Regions from separate parts of the Muntiacus reevesi genome. Here region 1 is linked to region 2. A link is a contact called in public Hi-C data. All regions are on one chromosome and are shown on one strand. Each heading gives the region's core, a stretch centred on a gene start, on an enhancer-like site or on the middle of the called end of the contact. The rest is flanking DNA. Distances are from core to core; before and after follow the strand shown. Region 1 holds the start of BUD13 (BUD13 homolog). Region 2 holds the start of PCSK7 (proprotein convertase subtilisin/kexin type 7).

Region 1 (4,269 bases), core at 404-2,903, 470 kb after region 2:
TAGTGCCAGGGAAGGGGGGGCATTTGCCTTATTAGATGGAACTGCAGAGAAAGGGCCAACCAGGGATTGAATCCATGCCCCTCTGGCCATGCCACTGGTTGTGAATTCATTTGATCCTTGAGCCCTGTGAGGTAGGCTTAAGACCTGAGCTTGGCCTTGTCAGACTAAGATTTGGTAGTCAGTAGAATGGTTGGAGGTGGATCTGAAGACAGAAATGGGCAGGAGGTGATGGGGTTGAGAGGATTCTACTGGTAACATTCCTGGAGCAGAACTGTGAGACTTTCCCAATGCCTACTTACACCAGGGAGGACGCTGGGCTGTGGAGTTCAGCTTGAGATATGTTAAAGTGGACTAGATGCCAAGGCGGTGTGAATGGACCCATGGGGCCTTCCAGCTAGTGCCCCCTTCTCACAGGCCCTGAGAGACTCAGCCTTCTTGTCTTCCTGGGCCTATGCTGTGCCCACTCAGTATTCCAGTGGTTTAAAGTTCAGGCCTCAGGGCGGTAATCTCAAACCTGTTCTATCAGGTATATTTTTTGAACCTGTGTCCCAAGATATGTGTTTTTATTTATTAAGTATAATAATGCCTCATTGACTAATATATATCCCTTAAAACAGTGACCAAAAAATTGAGCATATGGTGAGATAAGTAAAATATACAATCTAACTTACTTTTCAAAAAATTTGGATTACCTCTTGCACCCCACTTTTTTAGTCTCCAGTCCCAAGGGTCATATGTTCTAGCTCTATGTGAAGTTGGGCAACTTAATCTCTCCAAGCTTCAGTGTTCTCTATCTGTAAGGTAAAGGTAATAAAACCACGTGAGAAATGTGAGGGTTAAATAAGATAATTCAAGTACAGCTCTTAAAACCTCAAGAAGAAAAATCTTCCCAAACTTGAGTGTTAGAATTTATTCTCTCTAGCTTCTCTCTTTTGCCATGCTGAAAACATCAATAGGTTCTTTGCATTGGGAAGAGTGTGCACAAAATCTAGGGACAACTGGTATCAAATGCGGGTAAGTTACATAGGTTAGAAACTACCATATTTTTGATCATAATTATACTGGGTTTGGAATCCTGAATTCTTCTCTTGAAAGCCCCTTAAAGAAGATTGCTCTCCTCCTAAATATATTAAAAATTACTTAAAACACAATGTGCCCGTTCAAAACATTTTGCACAGTAATATTATCTTAGTTCACCTAATCATTGAGTTCCATGTCATTATTATCCCCATTTTGTCAAGTAACTTGCCCCAGGCCTCTCACATTTAGCAAGTTACTGAGCCAGAACTCAAACGTAAACGGACTGCAACTCCAGAGCCCATGTTCCTAACTACTACGGTGCTTCTGAAGCTGCTGGGGAAGTCTTGTTGGAGTCATGGATGTAGCCTCGCGACCACAACAGCGCTTGTTGCACAGTTGTTTGAGCAGATGGAAGGACGAAGAGAAGAAACACAATTGCCGGGTCAGAGGGGATGCAGAGTGGGCCCCGTGAGTGTGCGTGTTCCTGTTCTTCAGCCCTCCAAGATTCCAAGACTCGCACCTGTCCGGCCAGCACTTCCAAACTACCGTCACTTCCGGTCCTGGCCCCGCCCTCTAGCTCGCCGCTGTTCCGTTTCGCGTTCACCAATTTTGTCCCTAGCCCCGACCCGCCTCCCGCCGCTGCCATGGCGGCAGCTCCACCGCTCTCCAAGGCCGAGTACCTGAAGCGTTACTTGTCTGGGGCAGATGCCGGCGTCGTCGGGGGCCCTGAGTCCGGCCGCAAGCGTCGCAAAAAGCGGCCGAAGCCTACCGGGGCCGGCGGCAAGGGGTGAGTTGGCCCTGGCGGGGTGGGGTCCGCGCGGCCCGCCGCCCCTCACCTTCCCGCTCCGCCCTCGGCCCGGCTCTTGCTGGGCTCCTCGCCGGCGGCCCCGGCGGCCCCGCGCCCCTGACTGCTAGCCTGACCCTGCCTGTGCTCAGAGCCCTCTCAGGCCGCTTCTCGCGCCCCTGGGCGGTATCTCCAGTGTGTTCAGGCCGGGTTGTAACTTTTATTAGTCTTTTCCCGCCTTTGTAGCATCCCGTTCTCCCGCAGAGAGTCAGTATTGTGTCCTGAGAATAAAGGTGAAACGAATTCAAAGGCTCTGTGCTGGGATATTAGCGTCACAGAACCTGCCCGTGCGGGCTCTCCTAAGCCTAGGACTCGGGTCCTGACCTATGCTCACTTCCTGTTACTCCTACTCCTACTCCCAACAATAACAACTAACGTTTATACCGTTCTTGTCATGTGCCTGGTACCGTTGTGAGTACTTTAGACATGATTTTATTTAAGAGTCATAATACTATTAAGAAGTTTATATTTTTGCTATCCCCACTGTTCAAACGAGAAAACTTATGCGGCCTAGTGTACTGGGTTGAGTACTGCCCCTCCCCTCCAAACCAGAACCTTAGCATATGACACTTTTTACAAGTAGGGTCTTTGCAGATATAATTAGTTAAGATGTCCAGTATAAACGGGTGTCCTTTTAAGAAAAGAGAAATTTGGCTACGGAAACAGGCTTAGAGGGAAAAATTACCAGGTGAAGATGGAGGCCGAGGCTGGACTGGATTTATGCAGCCGACAGAGGCTACTAGAAGTTGGAAGAGTCAGGGAAAGATCTTTCCCTGGAACCTTTCCTGGTGGACATTGCCTTGCACACACCTTGATTTCAGACTTGAATTCTCCAGACTGTGAGGGAATACATTTCTGTTGTTTTAAGCCACTCAGTTTGTGGTCCTTTGTTAGGCAGCTCTAGAAACTAATATACCCTGTAAAGTCAAATAGTTCCAAAGAACTAACCCATTTAGTTAGTTAACTCTTTGGTTCTTGCGTTATTCTTGCTGTCTTCTGACCCCTCTGACTTGTGTGGATTTCCTGGAGGCAGTGCCTTGTAGCGAAATTGTCTTGAGCTTTAAAGTAACATTGATCAGTCTTTCAGTCCTAGCTGTGCCACTTTATGAGTTGTGTGGCCTTGGACAAGGTATTTATTTCATCTCTCTAAGCCTCAGTTTTTTCATCTTTAAAGTCACAGTACTATTGAATTACATCACTTATATTAAATGGTTGTTGTGACTAGTAATCTGGCTTTTCAAATAATAACTGTTAATAATAACGATTTACATCATGGCAGTCATTATTCTTTGGACTCATTCATAGTTGATCCATGTAACAAACATTTATTGAGTACTTCATCTATCACAGTGAGGATATCACTGTGAGTGAGATATCACTGTCCCTGCTCTGATGGAGCTTATAGTTTAATGGGGATACAGTCTTTAAAGAACTAATTATGCAACTAGTTGATTTATTTCCTTTGTGATAAATGAAAGTACTCCAAGAATGTGTAACAGGGATTCTTAGTTGGAAGAGGTAAGGGGAATAGTTTTGTAAGGTCTGCTCAAGGAATTTATATATATGCTAGGCTTTTAAGAATGACTAAGAGTTTCCCAGTAGAGAATAAGAAGAGTAGGTCAGGCAGAGGGAAGGAACTGAATATGTGAAACTGATATGGAAAGGAATTTGGCTCATTCTAGGCATCAGAAGATGACTAGTGAGTAGTGAATTGAGACAGTGGTGCAAGATGAAATTGGCCATACTGGCAAAGAATGGACTGTAGGATCTTATAGGATTTTGAACTGTAGCCTAAAACCAGAGGTGAATGTTTGTGGGCTGTTATCCAAGAATGATTCTTCTTTTTTTGGTCTTTTATTTTTCACCTTTAGAATGCGAATTGTGGATGATGACGTGAGCTGGACATCTATCTCAACCACTAAAGCAGAAAAGGAAGAAGAGGAAGATGACGGAGATTTGCCTGTGGTATGTATCTTTTTGAGGCTCTGAGGACTTTGAAATGCAAGCCTCTTAATCTCAGCTCCCAATGCAGGGTAGATAGTAAGGAGGAAAGTTAAGGTCAGAGAAGAGGTGACATTTTCCAGGAGCTATTTTAAAGTAGTTTTCTTTGATGATGCCTATATACAGTCTTTGTATATGGAGGGCTCCATCTGCCTAGAAGTAGGAACTGATCATAGAGAGACAGGATTCCTCAATGTCAGTGATGAAGAGTTATGATTAGAATTAGCCATGGTTCAATTTGTTGGAACATACCTTAAAAACACTGTTGAGTTTCCATGAAAGGAAATGTTATTTGCTCCTTTTATTTACTGATTGAACTAAGCTTTAAGATTGTATACTCTTGCCTAGGTACAGCAGGTATGTAGATTAGTAGAATATAGTGTTTATACTTTAGAGGTCATATA
Region 2 (4,934 bases), core at 2,248-4,747:
ATTTGTAAAACAGAAATAATATTACCTACCTAATAGGTTTATTGTGAGGATTACATGAGATAAAGCATCTGAAGTATTTAGTTCTGGCATACAGTAAACACTCAATAAACCTTGGCTACTATTATTATTACTAGTAGTATGTGCCTGTTTTTGGGGGGTTTTTTTAAACTGCACCATGCAGCATGTGGGACCAGGTATTGAAACCATGCCCCCTGCATTGGAAGGGCAGAGTCTTATCAACCACTGGACCACCAGGGAAGTGCACTATTTATAAATGAAGATGCAAGTTTATGGTGAGGTTTTACTTAACTCCTGTCCCCATTACAATAACAAGCCTCTCTTCTTCATTTAAATAGATATTTATTAAGTACACTGGAGTCAGACAAGCCTGAGTTTAAATCCTGACTCCAACACAGCATGGTAACCTTGGGCAAGTTACTAACCTCTCTGTCTTAGTTTTCTCATCTGTTAATGGGAATAACAGTATTAGCACCTACCTCCTGGGATTGTTAGGAGAATTAAATGTATTAACACATACAGAGCTGCTAGGACACTGTTATCTATTGCATTAGGTCCTATGTACTCTACAAGTGTTGAGGTAGCCAACCTAGTACAACATTATACATAACAATGGTTTAATCACTACAAAATGCAAGGCTGGGTATTCATAATTCCAGTCCTCAAGAGTTTAGATGGAAAGCAAACTATACAAGTAGTAAGTCATACTAACAAAGCTATCTATTTATCTGTAGATACAGATGTAGATCCAGGTACATATACAAAGCATACATATATACTAATAAATATAAGTACAATATTAGGTACAATTAGGTACAACATAGAAACATATATAAACATATAGTTAAACAGTCTATGTAGGAGAAGTTGGGAAATATTTGCATTTTCAAAGAGTTTGACCAGCTGTATTCTAATCTATTTACTCAACAAACAATTAGCATGCCTGCTGTGTGTTGGATACTGTGCGGGGTAGCAAATATACAAATATAAATCAGGCAGTCCCTACCTTTAGAAAGGTTTCATCTAGGGCAATGCCACTAGAGCCAAAAAGGGGAAAGACCTTCTGTAAGAAGCCCATCTCCAAAGCCCTTCACCCAAACGAAATCTACCCAGTCAGGAGTCCACACGTTACCTTAGACCATCTGGGGGGCCTTCATCTGGTTTGGAAGCACAAACACTAGAAGAGGATTCCGCAGAATTCGGAGCAGTGGCCACCACGCCAGCTACCTCAGATGCTGCCATCGTGCTCTGCACATTCAGAAACAAATTACAGCTACAAGTTCCAGGATCTCAAAACAAACCTATCTTTCCCCATCAGAATGTCCATACAGCAGAATCACATCAGGAAAGAAACACAAAGAAAAAGCTGGGCTCCAGGAGAAAATATTTAACAGTATTCTTCAGTAGGATATAAAAAGAGCCATGACACACAATAGGTCCCAAGGGACATCAACCCTCAAACATCATTATATATATCACTACATATATTACACACATATATATGTGTGTGAACAACACTATATATGCCTGTGCAAAGCTTTTTCAGTTTAAGAGAAATGCAGTCTCACAGACTGTGAGAATCCTCCAAATGATCCACATACCTACCTTGCCTAATATCATTTACAAAAGATGTGACTTGGGGCCTAATATCAACGGTATCTTATGTTTTAAAATCATTTTATGCCTGTCACATTAAAAACATTCTCCATTAATATAAGTAAAGTTTTCTGGAAGTATTCTTGTTGGAGAGAAAAAATAGTATTTAATTGGGCAATCCAAGTATCTTTTACTCTGTGTTCCCCAAAGATGGGAAAAGTTTGACAACCACTGACTGCGAAAAGTACACTCTTCAGAGTTACTGGAGGTGCAAAAGAGTAGGAGAATCTCAGTTACTCCAGCATGAAAATGAGAAGCTGAAAAACAGTAATCTAAGTAAGGGAAGTGGGACACAGGCCTTTTTTAGATCAAAAGGTCATCCTTTATGTTGCAGGACAAATTCATGGCCTTCTATGGTGAAAAGATAAAAAAGAATATGGGAGGAGGGAAGTGTAACATAAGGCTAGCTTAAATTCTCGTTTTTATTTTAATAGCATCCCAGGTACATCCCTGACCCGCGAAGAACGCATAGGGCAGGCACGGAGGCTGGCCTGTGTCAACACTTAAGTCCCAGGCTATCTTCCCCCTGTGCCTCAGTTTTCCCCATCATGCAAGGCTCCCAGGAGAAAAACGGGCCCCAGATCGCCATTACTGTTCGCACAGGTGCAAAACGTCCTGCCCCATCGGAGCCCGGGCTGGGGCTTCCCGGCGCCCGGTCAACAAAACCACAGGTCACGGGTCCTACATGCAACTCGGTGGCTGAGAGCCGCAGAGGGGAAGGGGACGGGGACATCTGGCAGGAGGCTGCGGCCGGAGCGGGGGGGCGTTAGGTCGAAGAGGCCAAGGGGAGCCTCGCACCGCAACCCGGCGGCAACCAGACGGCGACGCCGAGAGCGACGGGTCATTGGGGGAGATCCGGGGACGGTCGCGAAAGGGACAATGGGGAGAAGCGACGCCGAGTGGTCCCGGCCGCCCTCCACAGGGGGGCTGGCCCCGCCGGCCGCAGCCCCCTTCGCACCTTGTCCTCGGCCCCCCGGTCAGGCTGCCAACCCCCGTCCCACTTCTAGGCCGGGACCCCCGTGCCCGTCCCCGCAACTCCCTCCACGCCCCCCCCACCCGCAGCCTCGACCCCCGCCCCTAGCGCCGCAGCCCCTCGCCCGCGCGCCCGCCCCTCACACACCTCCCGCGCCGCGCCCCCGGGAGCGAACGTGGGAGGGACGGGACGCACCTGAGCGGGCGGAGCGGGGGGGAGGGGGCGGCCGAACCTGGGGGGGAGGGGTCGAGCGCCGGCCCGCGCGCGCGACACCTCCCACTTCCGGCGGCACGAGCGGCGGGGGGCAAGCCTCGGCCCCGGAGAGGAGAGGCCGCGGTGGCACGCGCGCCGCCCCCGATGGCGCCCTCTGGCGGCCGGAGCCGGCGCGGTCGGGGCCGGGGGCGGGGAGCGGGGGGGACGCGGACTTGGCGGAAACCGCCCCCCGCGCTAAGATGCTAGTAGATTCCTCCCGGGCGCAGGGACTTGAGAGATGGCGACCGCGAGAAGGACTTGCGATGTGGCGGAGGGAGAAGCCCTCTCTAGAAAAGTTATGAGGCAAGAGTCAGGGTCATCGCGGTCAGAGAAAGAAGAGGAAGAAGTGTTTTAAAGGTCTCAACCGAGATGCCTTGTCCAGAGGACGCCATGAGGGAGAGGACCGGCCTTATGGAGAGGGTAGCTTCTGAAGATGCCCCGAGGACTCAGGGCGGCGGGTCAGCCGTCATACACGCCGCTTCCTCAGCGGAGGAAGTCCAGAGGAGCCGCCCCCACCCCCACCCCCACAACGTCGCCGGCGGCTCCTGGCCACTCGGCCCGGCCGGGGGCCCGCCGCTGATTGGCTGCGCCTCCGGGCGGAAGTGATGCTGCTGTCACCGGCTTCTCGGGCTCCCGCGGAGCCGCGAGTTTCCGCAGGGGGCGGCGGCGGCGGCGGCGGCTGCCGGGCCGGTGAGTTGGAAACTCGGTGGCGGCGGGGCATTGGAAGTCCGGGTGCTCTAGAACTGGGGGGCGCGGGGGCGTCAGGGGGTGTGCAGCCGCTGTCTGAGGGTGAGTGAGCTGCCCAGAGGCTGCCTTCATTCCCCGCGTGCGCGAGCCCAGCGAGAAGGGGCCACGGCGTCCAGGATTCCAAGATCGTGCGAGTCCTCTGAGGAGAGGGGGGCCCTTTGCGCCGGGCATTGGAGGCCAGCGATCGACGAAACTGACCTCTGGCAGGAAGCCTGATTTCTAGGAACGGGTTGTAGAGGTTCCCAAGAGTAGGAGGAGGAGGACAGCCTCTTGGGAACAGGAACCTTGGACTCGGGCTGCCCTCCTTGGCACCTAAGAGCTGTAGAGACACGCCTAGTTAGTTCGGGCGAAGTTGAGATCCGCTTTCAGAGGATGTCTAAGGTTCCTTTCCCAGAAGCCGAGGGTGGAGGTGAGGTGCTGGGTAAAGTCCTGCCCTGCCAGAAGGACTGGAGGATGTGGTGGTCAGGTATCTCCTGTCTCCCGGAAATCTGTGGGCTCCACTGAGACGGAAGGAGCCTTGCCCAGTTGGGTCGCTATCAAGTTATCTGACAAGAATTTGGTTTTGCTTCACTAAGGCCTGCAGACTGGGAAGGACACCTGAATGTCTTGGGACAGTGAAGGCTGCCGGAGAGCAGCGGGGTACTTTCCTGGGAACCTAAGAGAGAAGGAGATACATGGATCTGGTGAGGGAAATGTCAGGTGGCGAAAGTTCCCTCCTCCCTTTCCAAAGAGACTTGCGTAGGATACCCAGATTTTCAGACTGATCCACTTGGGTATGTGTGTGGGTACTAAGCCCTGCCGCAGGGTGACCCCCACCCCAGCCCACTAGACAGCAGATGCTTCTGAAGGAGCTCAGCCTCCAATAGGGACACACTTGTTCCACTGCCCATTCGCCTGCCCCTGTCCCTCCATTTGCCCACTGATTTGGCCCTTCTGTCAAGCCATGGGTGGCGGTCCCAGGTTTAGAACACTTCACAACTTGCTGAGCTAGTGACTAAGGGAAGCCCTGTACTGGTGCTTTCCAATCCCCACCCCACCCACTTGCCTCTTATTCCTGTTCAGTTTTGTTTGCTTTCTGGGCTTGTCCCCATTTCTGCCCCCCCCCCCCCACCTCCTCCTACTCTTACTTCCCCTGACATCCTTCACAGGTACAGAAACCAGGAAGTGAGCTGCCACCCAGACTTCTAAGAAGCAGTAATACCTACTTTTTTGTTCTTTTATTATTATTATTTATTTATCTATTATTTATCTTGGCTGCACTGGGTCTTAGTTGTGGCATGCCGGATCT

Evidence for each region. A called contact is a pair of places that touch in the nucleus more often than the background predicts.
Region 1: a Hi-C map of muscle shows a contact between it and region 2, with 4 times the contacts expected there. The contact joins the promoter of BUD13 here to the promoter of PCSK7 in region 2.

Annotation. Positions count from the first base shown.
Region 1 is chr9:64,329,505-64,333,773 of mMunRee1.1, forward strand. It overlaps BUD13 (BUD13 homolog), which reads left to right and starts at 1,654. Exons shown (of 10, transcript XM_065944859.1): 1 at 1,654-1,807; 2 at 3,736-3,829. The coding sequence starts at 1,665.
Region 2 is chr9:63,853,889-63,858,822 of mMunRee1.1, forward strand. PCSK7 (proprotein convertase subtilisin/kexin type 7) reads left to right here and starts at 3,498. Exons shown (of 17, transcript XM_065946213.1): 1 at 3,498-3,589. It overlaps RNF214 (ring finger protein 214), which reads right to left and starts at 3,410. Exons shown (of 15, transcript XM_065946221.1): 1 at 3,265-3,410; 2 at 1,151-1,266. The coding sequence starts at 3,291.